Linked DNA regions of Sus scrofa: regions 1 and 2 are each linked to region 3. A link is a contact called in public promoter capture Hi-C data. All regions are on one chromosome and are shown on one strand. Each heading gives the region's core, a stretch centred on a gene start, on an enhancer-like site or on the middle of the called end of the contact. The rest is flanking DNA. Distances are from core to core; before and after follow the strand shown. Region 1 holds the start of SUCO (SUN domain-containing ossification factor). Region 2 holds the start of C9H1orf105. Region 3 holds the start of METTL13 (methyltransferase like 13).

Region 1 (3,948 bases), core at 347-2,846, 710 kb before region 3:
CAAATTTAAATTTAAAATGAAGTAAGTGGACTCATCTATATGCACATTTCAACTTAGTAAGTATAAGGTGAGGTAACATTGGGAATGAAGGCAAGAGGCCAAATTTCTTGTTCTCTAAAATGTCTATCAATCTTCCAATCGAAATTCTTCAGCCAGGCAAGTGTTTTCTTTTCCTCTTATTTATATACTATTTTATGTTAGCAACAACTTCACTGTCTTTGGAAACCATCAGTCACCTACATAAATGAAAAAACTGTTCGTTTTGCAGAAATAAACTAAGCAAGAAACTTAGTTTATCTTGATTTTAATATAACAGCAAATCACTTTTAACTGAAGAATCATCTTTTTGGTCACAAATATCACACATCTTTGAAGAAATTCCCTTGGAGGACAAAATGGATTTTCCAAGTACAGTGGTAGTGATCCTTTGACTGACAAGCTCTTTCTGTCCCTTCAAATCTCTGTGCCAGAGATTAACAGAAACTCCGTAAACTTTATAGACAAAGCACTCTTCCCGCCTTCAAAGGGCAGGACTATCCTTACATTACTAAGGCACAATATCCAAGCCACACCACCAGAAACCACTATGCACACTACACCTAAGACACTCCACTAAACTAACAACTTCCTATTATCTACTCCTTGAAGAATTGCTTCATAACGCCCCCATAAGTATCCAAGTGTGCCCGAGGCCAAAGACCAGGCGAGAAAGGACCAGAAGAACTAGTTCTCATATACTACCTACCTTCATGACAAGTCACGTTTTTAAAATCACAATTCGGGAACCCATCACATCCGACTTGCTTAATGCCCTTACCACACCATGAAGGCAAGTGGCTGGTACTAAGCCCGAGAAACTTACAGCACATTTATCTGAAGACTAGCCGAACACTCCACCGTCTCCAAGCGTCAGGGTAACTGGGTAGGTACAAAACCACCTAGGCACCTTTCTCTCCCACTTAGTTTCTGTGAATTCCAAAATGCACCGTGATAACCTCCGCACAGAGTGCTGCCAGGCCAGTCCGCGGGAGAGTCACAGAGTAATTGGTTTGTCGCTTTCTAGCAGCCTTAGAAACCCGCACCCTAAAAGCCAGGATGATTTGGGGGTGTGACCTGGGCCGCTCCCTCGCCCCCCTCTCCTCTCTCGGGAAACTCCCGAGTTATCGCGGGTACTCACCAGACCAGAGAACACAGAGAGAGGCAGGAGACCAGGGCCAAGGCCCGCCGGTACTTCTTCATCTTTTCCTCCTTCTTTCCCCTGCCAGAAGGCGGCACATCCTCCCGGCAGCCGCCACTGCCGAGGCCAAGATGGAGGAGCCGGAGCAGGAGAGCGAGGATGGAACCGAGAGTCCGAAGGGCTGCGGCGCTGGAGGAGCAGCTCCTGAGCAGCTCGCGCGCTAGCCGCCCTCTCTCAGTGGCCCACGGGGGCGCCGACGGGGGCGCTTCACAGGAAGACTCCGGGGTCTGCCGCTGCTGCCGCGGCCGCCGGCTCGTCCGCGCCCGCCTCCTCCAGCCGCCGCCGCCACTGCCGCCCCATATCCCCCCAGCCCTCCCCGGCTCTCGCTCCGTGCTGCCGGCGACCAACGGCCGCAGCGTACTCGCCTCTCAACAGCCAATCGCCAGCAGGGCCGCGACACCTCACACACCGCTGAGCTGGAAGGAGACGCGTCACCCACGTCCAGCGGCGCTCTCACACCCACCAGGCTCCGCGCGGGCCACGCCCCCTCCGACGTCTCAAGCGGATAAGCCCGTTGTGGGAGGACACAAAGCGCGACAGCCGAGGTTGCCGACGCCCCGCCCACCTCAAATCCCGCCCAATTCAGGAAGTCCGAGAGGAGTCTCCTGACCCTCAGCCTTCTTCCTACCGTGTCCCGCCCCCTCGCCCAGGGCGCGTCGAGTCAGCGCAAGGGCCGTTGGGAGTTGTAGTTTTCCTTCAGGAATCCGCCTTTCCCTTTCCCTGTCCCTCCTAGTATCACTGTTTTGATGAAAATGTGTGTAGTTTCTCTTTCTCACCGCAAGACTGACCAGCTTTCAATTTACACTCAGTTTGCCTCTTTTTACCAAACTTCGTGGAAAGGCTGAGTATGACGGGGTAAAACTATACCAATACAATTTAAAAGGCGTTTTCCCGGTGTCAGTGGGGCGGGCCCATCAAGCTAGATGCTGATTGGTTGGCGGGAGCCGGGGGCGGGGAGGAGGGGGAAGAGTGCGGCAAGATTTCCTCTCATCTGATTGGCTGAAGTGAAGAGTCTTTCGCTTTTTTTCAGCCTCCTGGAGAATTTCCCCGCCGGCTGGATTCCTCTGTTGGGATCTGCTCCCTGGGTCACTATTCTCTGGGATTCGTACTTTGCTTCTGCTGCGGTGGGGCCAGAACGGGAAACTGCCGCTCTTGCTGGGAGAGCACCAAGTCCTGGGTTTCACCGAAAACGGGAAGATGGTCGTGTACATGCGTCTATTGCTGCAGTCCAAAAAAGTGATCGCCTCTCAACCTTTAAAAAGAGCAATGTGCCCACCCCAGATTTTTATGTCACGGAGGCCCCTAAAAGATCTCTCAGAAGCTTGTTTAGGGACCCTCTGCCTGAAAGTCCAAAATGCTTGACTGCTTTTCTTCCCAAGCGCCTCTTGACATAACTCTCGTAAGTGGGCACTAGCTTCTGTTTAAGGAAGAAGACGTCTGGCCTCTGGCCTAATGTGTTCCTTCTTCTATCTCTGGTGATATATTTGTTTCAGACTCTTGACACTAAGAAGAGAGTTAGTCGCTACCGAGGGATATTTCTTTTCTAAAATAAGATGCAAAAATATAACTCAATGGTGTTTCCCTTTTTGTCTTGGCTGTGGGAAACTCAACTATCTTCTCCAGAAAGCAGCCAGACAAAAAGAAGAATGGAGACTCCAATTGTCTGTGCCAAGCAACATGGCTTAATGTTTAGGGTAAAAGGTGCTCAAAGCACGTGTTAGCAAAGCATGAGCCACTTATTCCACATGTGTCCAGGGAAAAAAGACGAAAAATTCCCATCCAACACCTAATTTTGAAGCATGTAACTTCCTTGTAAACCTTCTAAGTTGAATTGAGGGTTGTTACTATATTCCCAGGTAACTGAATGTTTTGACTCATCTAAAATTCTTGATATAAGTCAACTGAATATTATAAAAGTTCTGCAACAGGTGATTTGGTTTAAGAGGCATTCATCCTAAACTAATTTTTCTGGCAATAATTAGCTAACAGTTCCAATGATCTGTTCATGCCACTTTTAGCGTATGACTGACAATAAAATCCCTTCATCTCTCTGACTTCACTACTCTTGCCCAAGAGCAGTATCAAATGATTACTATGTAAGTTAAAAGGAAAGTAGGAGCAGTAGAAGGATGGGGATTATTTTACATTCTTTACTGTGTTAACCTTTTCCTTTCTCTCTAGGAACTAGGTTACTCAGGACAGAGAACAGGTGCTCCTGAGCTGACCCTCAGAAGATCACAGCCAAGAAGGTTCTGAAGAAAACTTGCTCATCACAAGTTATTAGGTGCCTCTTCTGTCTCCTCTGCTTCTCACTCCAAACCCACAAGTCTTTTCCACCAAGTCTCTGTAATGATCTTTTGTAATATGCTGCTAGTAGGTAGAATTTTTCTTCCTTCTTCCTCCTTTCCTTCCTTCTTTCTTCGTTTTTCCTAGAGGTGGGGCTTTATTGCTACCGCTGTGGTAGGGTTGTCATCCACCTAGTTATTAATCAATAAGTATCTTTCATTATTTCAATTAATAAATATCCTTTTCTCTTTTTGCTAGTTTCATTTCCATAGCTTCGTGTTAAGGTTTAATCTTCAGTTCTCTGAGCTCTTGGATAGTTCATAAAACCAGTTCTCAACTATACTGTTGACTCCCAGGTCTATATCCCAACCTCTTTACAAGTAGTTGCTGGATATAACACTTATTCTACCACCCTTTCAAATTTT
Region 2 (3,736 bases), core at 608-3,107, 630 kb before region 3:
ACTCCAGGGCCCCCCACTTTATGCCCCCTTCCACACCTCCTGCCAAAGGCTTGTTCAATCGAGGAATGAGGTAGCTGGGGGGTGAGAGAGCTATGCACAAAGATGCTTCGCTTCTGGCTGCAGGGGTAGGTCTGAGGGGTATGGGGGTGGGATAGGAAAGTGGGATATTACCCTCTTTAGACCCTAGCCATTGCACATAAAAGTCCATATTTCCACCACTGCTGGAAAAACCAGCAGATCTGGCCACTGGGTTCACATACTTTCTGGTAACATTGAGTAGGTAGAGGCAGACTGTCCCTCTCGGAGGGAGGTGATCTCCCCTTCACTACAATTCCCTTTAGGCCAGATCTACTCATTTATGTCATCCATCTGTCATTGTCGTGCAAATTTGTACCTGCCCCTAATTAACAGGTGCTAAATTGTCATTACCCATGCTGATCCTTGAGGTACTAACTCTTAATACGAACTAAGTCACCTGTGTTTTTTTTTTAATAAACAAGCCTTCAGGTTTACTCAATCTAGGATTGCTGCTTTATACTAAGACAGTAGCTAGAGTTCAAATATATTCAAAGCTATGAAAAACAAAACAAAACAAAACAAAACCGAACAACAAGTACTTCATAGGTGCTCTGAAAATACACAGAACTGTCTAGCTGCTTACTGAGAATGTGGTTTTTAAAAAGTGCATCGGACAAAGCAAAGGTACCTGTTATTGGAAGGGGGATGAGGAGAGAGTATTCCTCATGGAGAGTCATTTATTCATGGCAGGAGGGTATGTGACAGCTACCAACAGGGGAACTCTTTTCAGAGAGTATAGTCTTTCTAGCAAATGACGTTACATGCCAGGGAGCCAACTTTTCATCTATGATGTGCCTATGGACCTGTCTCCTGGCCTGCCCTTTCCTTAATCTTCCCTGATTTCTCCCATTCACCCCTACGTGAACCTCTTACCTACCCTCCCTTTCATTCCCCCCTTCCAGCCCGGTGTCTGTCACCAAATTCAAGCATCGAAACTGGGGGAGGAGGAGTTCCCACTGTGGCTTAAGAATCTGAACTGTAGTCGCTCAGGTCCAGATGGAAGTGAGGGTTCAATCTCTGGCCCCACACAGTGGGTTAAGGATCTGGCTTTGCCACAGCTGCAGCATAGGTCGCAGTTAAAATTTGTAAATTTCAAACTAATGCGAGGAGAAAAGGTAAAATGATGAAGAGGATGGAAGTTTTTTGAAAGTCAGTGCCTATGGGTAGAATTCTTTTGTATATATTTTTCTTCCTTTTTCCCCCTTTCTCTTTTTTTTTTTAATGGCTGTACCTGCAGCACATGGAGGCTTCTGGGCTAGGGGTCAAATCAGAGCTGCAATCGAAGTCCCACACCAGTCATGATCCAGTCGCATCTGTGACCTACGCTGCAGCTTGCAGCAATGCCAGACCCTTAACCCACCGAGCAAGGCCCGGGTTTGAGCCCACATCCTCACAGACACTATATCAGACTCTCAAGCCACTGAGCCATAAAGGGAACTCCCAAAAATTCTCTTGTATTGTTTAGTTGTGGTGGTACAGAGGAAGGTTAATTGGCCTTCTTCAGCCAGGCCAATTCTCAGGGCTCACTTTTGTCTCAGAAACCTTGACCATTTCTGATTTTTTAGCACTTTACTTCTTTCCCTCAACCGACCAGCTGTGCCCCTTGAATAATTGCCCCTAACTCTTAAGAAATCATCTTCTATGAGGTCTTTCTTGAGACCTTTGCTCTCAGTGGCTGAGCTATTACCTTTTGGGGAGGCTGAGTATTAATGGCTTGTTCGTGAGGCTGGCCTTGCTAAACCAGGGAGTCTTGTCAAATCTTGGAACAGAAACCTGGAGAGAAATGGAAAGAGATCATTTTGCAGGATTTATTCCTCCCGACCATTGCCATTGTTAGGATGACCAAAGTCAGTGCAGTCAACACTTTATAAAACATTTTTAAGTTTTGTATTTGACCCTGTTGACTCTCCCAAGAGTAAACAGTGTTATCTCCATTTTACAGATGAAGAAATCAAATCTTAGTGTGATTTGCTAAGTCACACAGCTAGTGAGTGAATTTAGGTTTTCTGACTTTTGTGTCTACTATATCCCTTTGCTTCTTCATTATTCCTAGCTGTTTATGTATCCTCTAAAATGTCCATGACTTCAACTGAACTTTATCAGCCTCCTATTCTAAGTGTTTGGCTGCTTTCAGTCACAGGGCCCTTCTCCCTCATCCCTTCTAGGAGACAAAGAAGAAAGAACTGTACTTTGAAGCTACAGACAACTGGATGTCAGTCTTGGTTAATGAAGCTGTAAAACAAGTGGATGTTGATATTGACTAATCCACTTTCCAGCAGCATGGCCTTGGACAAGTCACAACCTCTCCCAGCATCAGTTTTGTCTTCCGCGAAAGGACGACATTATTATCACTTCACAGATCAATGCATGAGTCAGAAAGTTCCACGAGGGCAGGAATTTTTTTTTTTTTCTATTGCTTAGCTGCTGTATCACTAGCACCTACAGCAGTGCTTGATACTTGCAGAAATTTAGTGAATGTGTCTAGTGTATTCATGGATGCTTCGAAAGTCCCTAGCCGAAGGTCTGGTTTCATAATAGAGCGCGATCAAAGTAGCCATTATAATCTCTCTTCTCCCAGTCCAGCCTCTGTCCTTTGCCTTTCTGGTGCCAAATCCCAATCTCCATGTCCAGGATTTGCTTTCCAGGCATCACCCATTCTTCTAGGGAGAGGAGCCGGGAGTTCCCTTGCGCGGCCAGGAGGGGGCAGCAGTGACCTCAAGGCCGCGCGGGCAGAGGAAGGACGCTCTGGCCGCAGAGGTTGTGGCGGCCCCGGAAGTGCTCGGCCGCCGGCGCGACCCCGGCGCCCCGGATGGGGAAGGAGGCGGGCGGCCGCCCTCGCCCGGCCGCGCACCCCTAGGAACTCGCGGGCAGGTGGGTTCCGAGTGGGAGTCAGTATTTCCGGGCCTCCTCCGCCATCCCCCGCAGGGCCGAGGCTGGGTGAGGGGTGGCGGCGGGCGGGGTACACCCTCGGGGACACCCTCCCCTTCCCCACCCCCTCCCCAGCCCTGTCCCCGACCCAGCGGGCGGGCGTTGCCCTTTTCAGCGCCTGGGACCCTCCAGCCCCCTGCGGCGGCCGTGAGATGCCGGGGCTGGGGTCCCTGCTGCGGTGAGGGAGCCTCCCAGGGCGTCTGGTTTGTGAAGCAAAACCTATCATGGTCTCCATGGAAGACGTAAGGTCGGGCCATAAGAATTTTCTTCGCAGACCTGCTGGATGATCTTGGTATTTCTGACTCTTAGTTTTGCAGTAGTGGAAAGGAGATCATTATCTCCGATCCTTCCTAGAGTTTCGCGTTAAATAAGTAGAATGATAACTCTTTTTAAGGCTGCTAAACTCGGTCAAGGGATTAAGAATCTCCAGTCCTTGGCTTTAGTTAAATAAACCTTAGAGCTTGTACCTTTATTATTATGAGGTTTTTGTTTTTAGACCGGTAACTTTTTTCAGTAATAGATGCCTCTGAGAACCCAGTAAAAGCTTTGGATCCTAGCCTTAGAAATCTGCATAAATTACAACTACAAATATGCATTGACTGGGAGGGTTGTTGAAGGGTCTGAAGCCCATCCATAGACCTCAGGGATATGTGAACCCCTGAGTTAAGAACTAGTTTAGAGGGAGACATGTGAAGCCTTTGGGAAAGAAGTTTCCTTTGAATCTGGCTCC
Region 3 (3,970 bases), core at 179-2,678:
TCTGCCCTGAGGAGTTCCCTGGTGGCTCAGCAGGTTAAGGACCTGGCAGTGTCACTGCTGTGGCTTAGGTCACTGCCTTGGTGTGGGTTTAATCCTTTAATCCTGGGAACATCCACATGCCATGGAGGAAACAAACAAACAAAAAACAAAATTCTGCCCCAAGGTCGTCATCTCTGGAAAGAAGTGAGACAATGCATAAGCTTTGGAGTTAGGTAGGCCTAAGTTTAAATTCCCACGTGACCACTTACTACATATATGATGATCTTGGGCAAGAAACTGGCTCACAGAGCCTCTTTCTTCATCTGTAGAATTTATGTACTACCACTCAACTCAATGAGAATTCAATGATTGAACCAAGACATACATACATACACGCATGCACGCACGCACACACAAAGCACCCAGCATAAGGCTTGGCTCTTAAAGCTTCCTCCTTGAATGCTCTCTACCCTTCTTTCTTCCCTACTTCCAGTACAACCCTTCTATCAAAACTCCAATTACTGTATTTACCACTTTTTTTCACTTTTGGAATGTGCTCACAGTTTAAAATGCTCTTGTGGCTTAAGGGTTGAGCCCAGTGCCTTAAAGTCAGTGGGCCTGCAACACCTGTTTGATAACATGTTCACTTATCAGTAAAGCCAGAAGTGCTGCCAGCTCCACAGGGATGCACTGTGACAGAAGTACACTTCTTCACTAGGAGGAGATATCTAGGTCCCATTACTAAATAAGTCATCCTTACAACAGGGTTATTAATTTAAGGGTGAGTTGGGGGTGGAAGCGTTTATCTGAAATTCTTTAAAAGGATATTTCGTAATTGCCTGTTGGCTGTAACGCTGCATGGAGTCCTAAAAATATGGGCCCAGCGAGGGCCCCCCACTCCTGTAACGGTCTGCCAAGCGCAGAATTTCTGTTATCAGATCACACCTTCCAGAGCACACACAGGGCTGCCAGGTCGCGCTTACCTTTTCCCTGGGCTTGATGTATTTGTGTAGCACCCCGCACAGTTCCAGGTAGGTTCCATACCACTCAAAAGCTTTCTTTCCCCGCTGCTGGAAGAACTTCTCCCAGTAGTCAACGGACCCAAACTCTTTAGAGCTTTTAGGTAAGAGATTCATATTCCCACTGCCCACGGGGCTTCTTCAAGACTCTCCTACTCCCTGTGCGGTACCATCGGAGAGGCTTCTCTAAACGCTGGCTCCGGGGCGCCGCAGCGGGAATTCTTTCCACGGACAAATAGCCACATTGATTTACCACCCCAGCCCCCCACACACACACACTCAAAACTCAAAGGGGTAATCCTTATACGCTCACCACACGCGCCAGACGCTAAACCTAATCAACGATCACCCCCTCTCTGCGCCCAAAACCCCTACCCCACGTGGGAAGCCCCTCACACTTTTTCAGAGCTTGGTTTCAGAACCCACAATCATATCCGGGTGCGAGGCTCCACGATTGGTCGGCCGCCCAGACCATCCCAGCAGCTCATTGGTCAGCGATTTTCATTCCTGGTACCTCATTGGCTACGACACACTCGCCTCACGCCGGCGGTTTCGTCGCGTTTATTTACGTACTGGGCCGGGAAGGGGCGGGGCCCGGGTCCGGAGGCAGAGCCGAAGAGGTTCGGCTCTCCTCGCCCTTGGCTGGAGCGCCGGAGCCGCGCGGGGGCAGCCTTTTCAGCTCTGGGCTTTCCAGCCCCGGCAGAAGGCGGGTTTTGCTTTCCTTTTGTCTCTTAGCCGGCCTCGTCTCCGATTCTGATCGTGAGCCAGCCACACCAGGGCTAAGCATGGCCGACGGTAAGCACGTTGGAGGAGAGGCCTCTGAAAAGAAAAACCTGTGGATTAGAAGGAAGTGAGGCAAGGGATGAGTAAGAGCCAGTCCTTAGCAGAAGAAAACTACCCATTCCAAACATGTTAATCTTGTGCATCTGCCGCCTCACACCTGCCTTAATTTAATAAATTTACTTGTATAATTCAGGTTTAATTTGGAGGAGAATGGCACTTGGCTGTACCTTTTCCGCACCAAAATACAAGGTTCTAGAATTTTAAATGTAATAACATGAAAATTCAGGAGAAAAGAATAACAATTAGGTATTCAGATGTGCGTCCTTTCCCTCTTTCTCCTTCCCTCAAAGCATGCATTGGTAAAAGGCCTCCTTAGGTTGTCCTTCTGATGTCATCTAAAAATAGTTACTAGGGCTTATTTTATGTGTTTAATGAACACGCTGTGCTTTCAGATGCTCATCTTATCAAAATACCCTAAAAAAGTTCTTGTGAAGGGCACTATTTTAAATTATCTGCATCATTGGGCTTTTCACAGCGTTATAACTTGCAGGAGAAATTTACAAAATGCGTATGCTACCTGGCTCTTTCCAGATTCTTGGACAGGAATACCATAGAAATGAATACCGCTTCCACAAGACTCTTAGGCAAGCAAACTTTTTTATTGATAGACAGCTTGTGCACAGTGTAGAAGGTGCAAAAAAAAAAAAAGGCAAGTGACTCATAACACAAGGGAGGGTTTATCTCATGATCACTGATAATTTTCAGAAATCGTCAAATTTCTTTCATCAGCAGCATGAAATTATCAAACTTCTTTCATCAGTGCTCCTTGTTGGTGGTGAGGAAGGGTGCTTCTCTGAGGGTAAAGAAGTACATGAGAATTTTCTGTAAGAAAGCACAGGAACAGATAAGATTAAAATTTACATTTGGGGAGTTCCTACTGGGGTGCAGTGGGATCAGCGACCAGTGTCTTGGGAGTGCGGGGACCCAGGTTCAATACCTAGCCAAGGAACTTCTGCATGCTGTGGGCACAATTAAAAAAAAAAAAAATTGTTAATAGATAAATCAAAATGGATATGGTTCCAGCTCCACAGTTTTAAAAGTCCTCAACAAGAACATCAAAGAGAGTCTGTATTAATGTACCATTTGCTGAGTTCACATAATTTTCTGTCTTCCCAAGATGAGGTGAACAGGGAGGAGTCTCTATGGTGGCTTCAGCTGCTACATCATGCAAGGTTCTTGGTGGTTGAGATGTAGGTTCTTTCGAAAGCACTAAGAGCAGAGAATGCTGTGCTTAAAGTGCTCCCAATACCAAAGAAACCAGTAACACAGCCACTGATCCTCTCTCCTCCAAGACTGATTCAATTCAACAAACATGTAAATTGACTAACCTGGTCAGAGTGTGGTGAAAGCTAAGGGTGCAGTGCTAAGCAAAGCGATCATACGGAAAAGACACCAAATGATTAAAAAATTAGTCTGTAATGAGCATTTGTGACAAGCGCAGTGAAGAAGAAGTGTAAGATTCCACAAGAGAAAATATCTTTGAGACGTATTCTGATTTAGGGGGTGACCAGAGAAAGCTTTCCTGAGGAAGGAGCAAAACGATTTTAAAACAGTCTGTAACCTGACTGCTTCCATAAATACTGCACACCTAAACTTGTTCCAGTGTGACAAGATGACATAGATAAGAACCAGGAGGTGTTTTCACCTCTGGAGTTCTCTTCAGGAATCTTTGGCTTCTTCTTTTCCCTCTGTCTCTATTGTCCATTCTAATAGAGTATGATATTGGTAAAGACAGTAAGACTTGATTTCAATCACAGCCCAAGCTCCAGCCCCTTATCTGATGCCCTAAAAATACAGTTGCTATTTGCACCATCTCAGACTAAGTGTAAGTAACTCACCTGTCTCCATCTGTGCTAGCTCCCATCTTTAAGCCGAAGAAACAATCAGGGCGCTTGAAGCTAAGACATGTTAGGGAAGTTTCCTAAAAATATAAGAATGGCTAATGCAGAAATACTTTATATGTATGTATATATATATATATATGTATGTATTTTTTGTCTTTTGTCTTTTTAGGGCTGCACCCTCAGCATATGAAGGTTCCCAGGCTAGGGGTCGAATTGGAGCTATAGCTGCCAGCCACAGCCACAGCCACAACAGTGCCAGATCCGAGCCAAGTCTGCGACCTATAC

The links. Promoter capture Hi-C pulls out the DNA fragments that hold promoters and counts their contacts.
Region 1: a contact with region 3 is called in a promoter capture Hi-C map of fetal liver, with 4 times the contacts expected there. The contact joins the promoter of SUCO here to the promoter of METTL13 in region 3. A contact is called at or near these places in 2 of 5 promoter capture datasets (fetal liver and liver) and 3 of 47 Hi-C or Micro-C datasets (heart right ventricle and skeletal muscle).
Region 2: a promoter capture Hi-C map of fetal liver shows a contact between it and region 3, with 3 times the contacts expected there. The contact joins the promoter of C9H1orf105 here to the promoter of METTL13 in region 3. A contact is called at or near these places in 3 of 5 promoter capture datasets (fetal liver, fetal skeletal muscle and liver) and 1 of 2 datasets of contacts at active chromatin or transcription factors (skeletal muscle).

The regions. Positions count from the first base shown.
Region 1 is chr9:114,914,605-114,918,552 of Sscrofa11.1, reverse strand. It overlaps SUCO (SUN domain-containing ossification factor), which reads right to left and starts at 1,596. Exons shown (of 25, transcript XM_003357538.4): 1 at 1,178-1,596. The coding sequence starts at 1,239. It overlaps LOC102164985 (a long non-coding RNA gene), which reads left to right and starts at 1,757. Exons shown (of 3, transcript XR_001299035.2): 1 at 1,757-2,082; 2 at 2,268-2,636; 3 at 3,419-3,948.
Region 2 is chr9:114,826,535-114,830,270 of Sscrofa11.1, reverse strand. C9H1orf105 reads right to left here and starts at 1,857. Exons shown (of 6, transcript XM_021063651.1): 1 at 1,766-1,857. The coding sequence starts at 1,857. It also overlaps a transcript of PIGC not described here.
Region 3 is chr9:114,199,952-114,203,921 of Sscrofa11.1, reverse strand. METTL13 (methyltransferase like 13) reads right to left here and starts at 1,428. Exons shown (of 8, transcript NM_001244726.1): 1 at 963-1,428. The coding sequence starts at 1,115.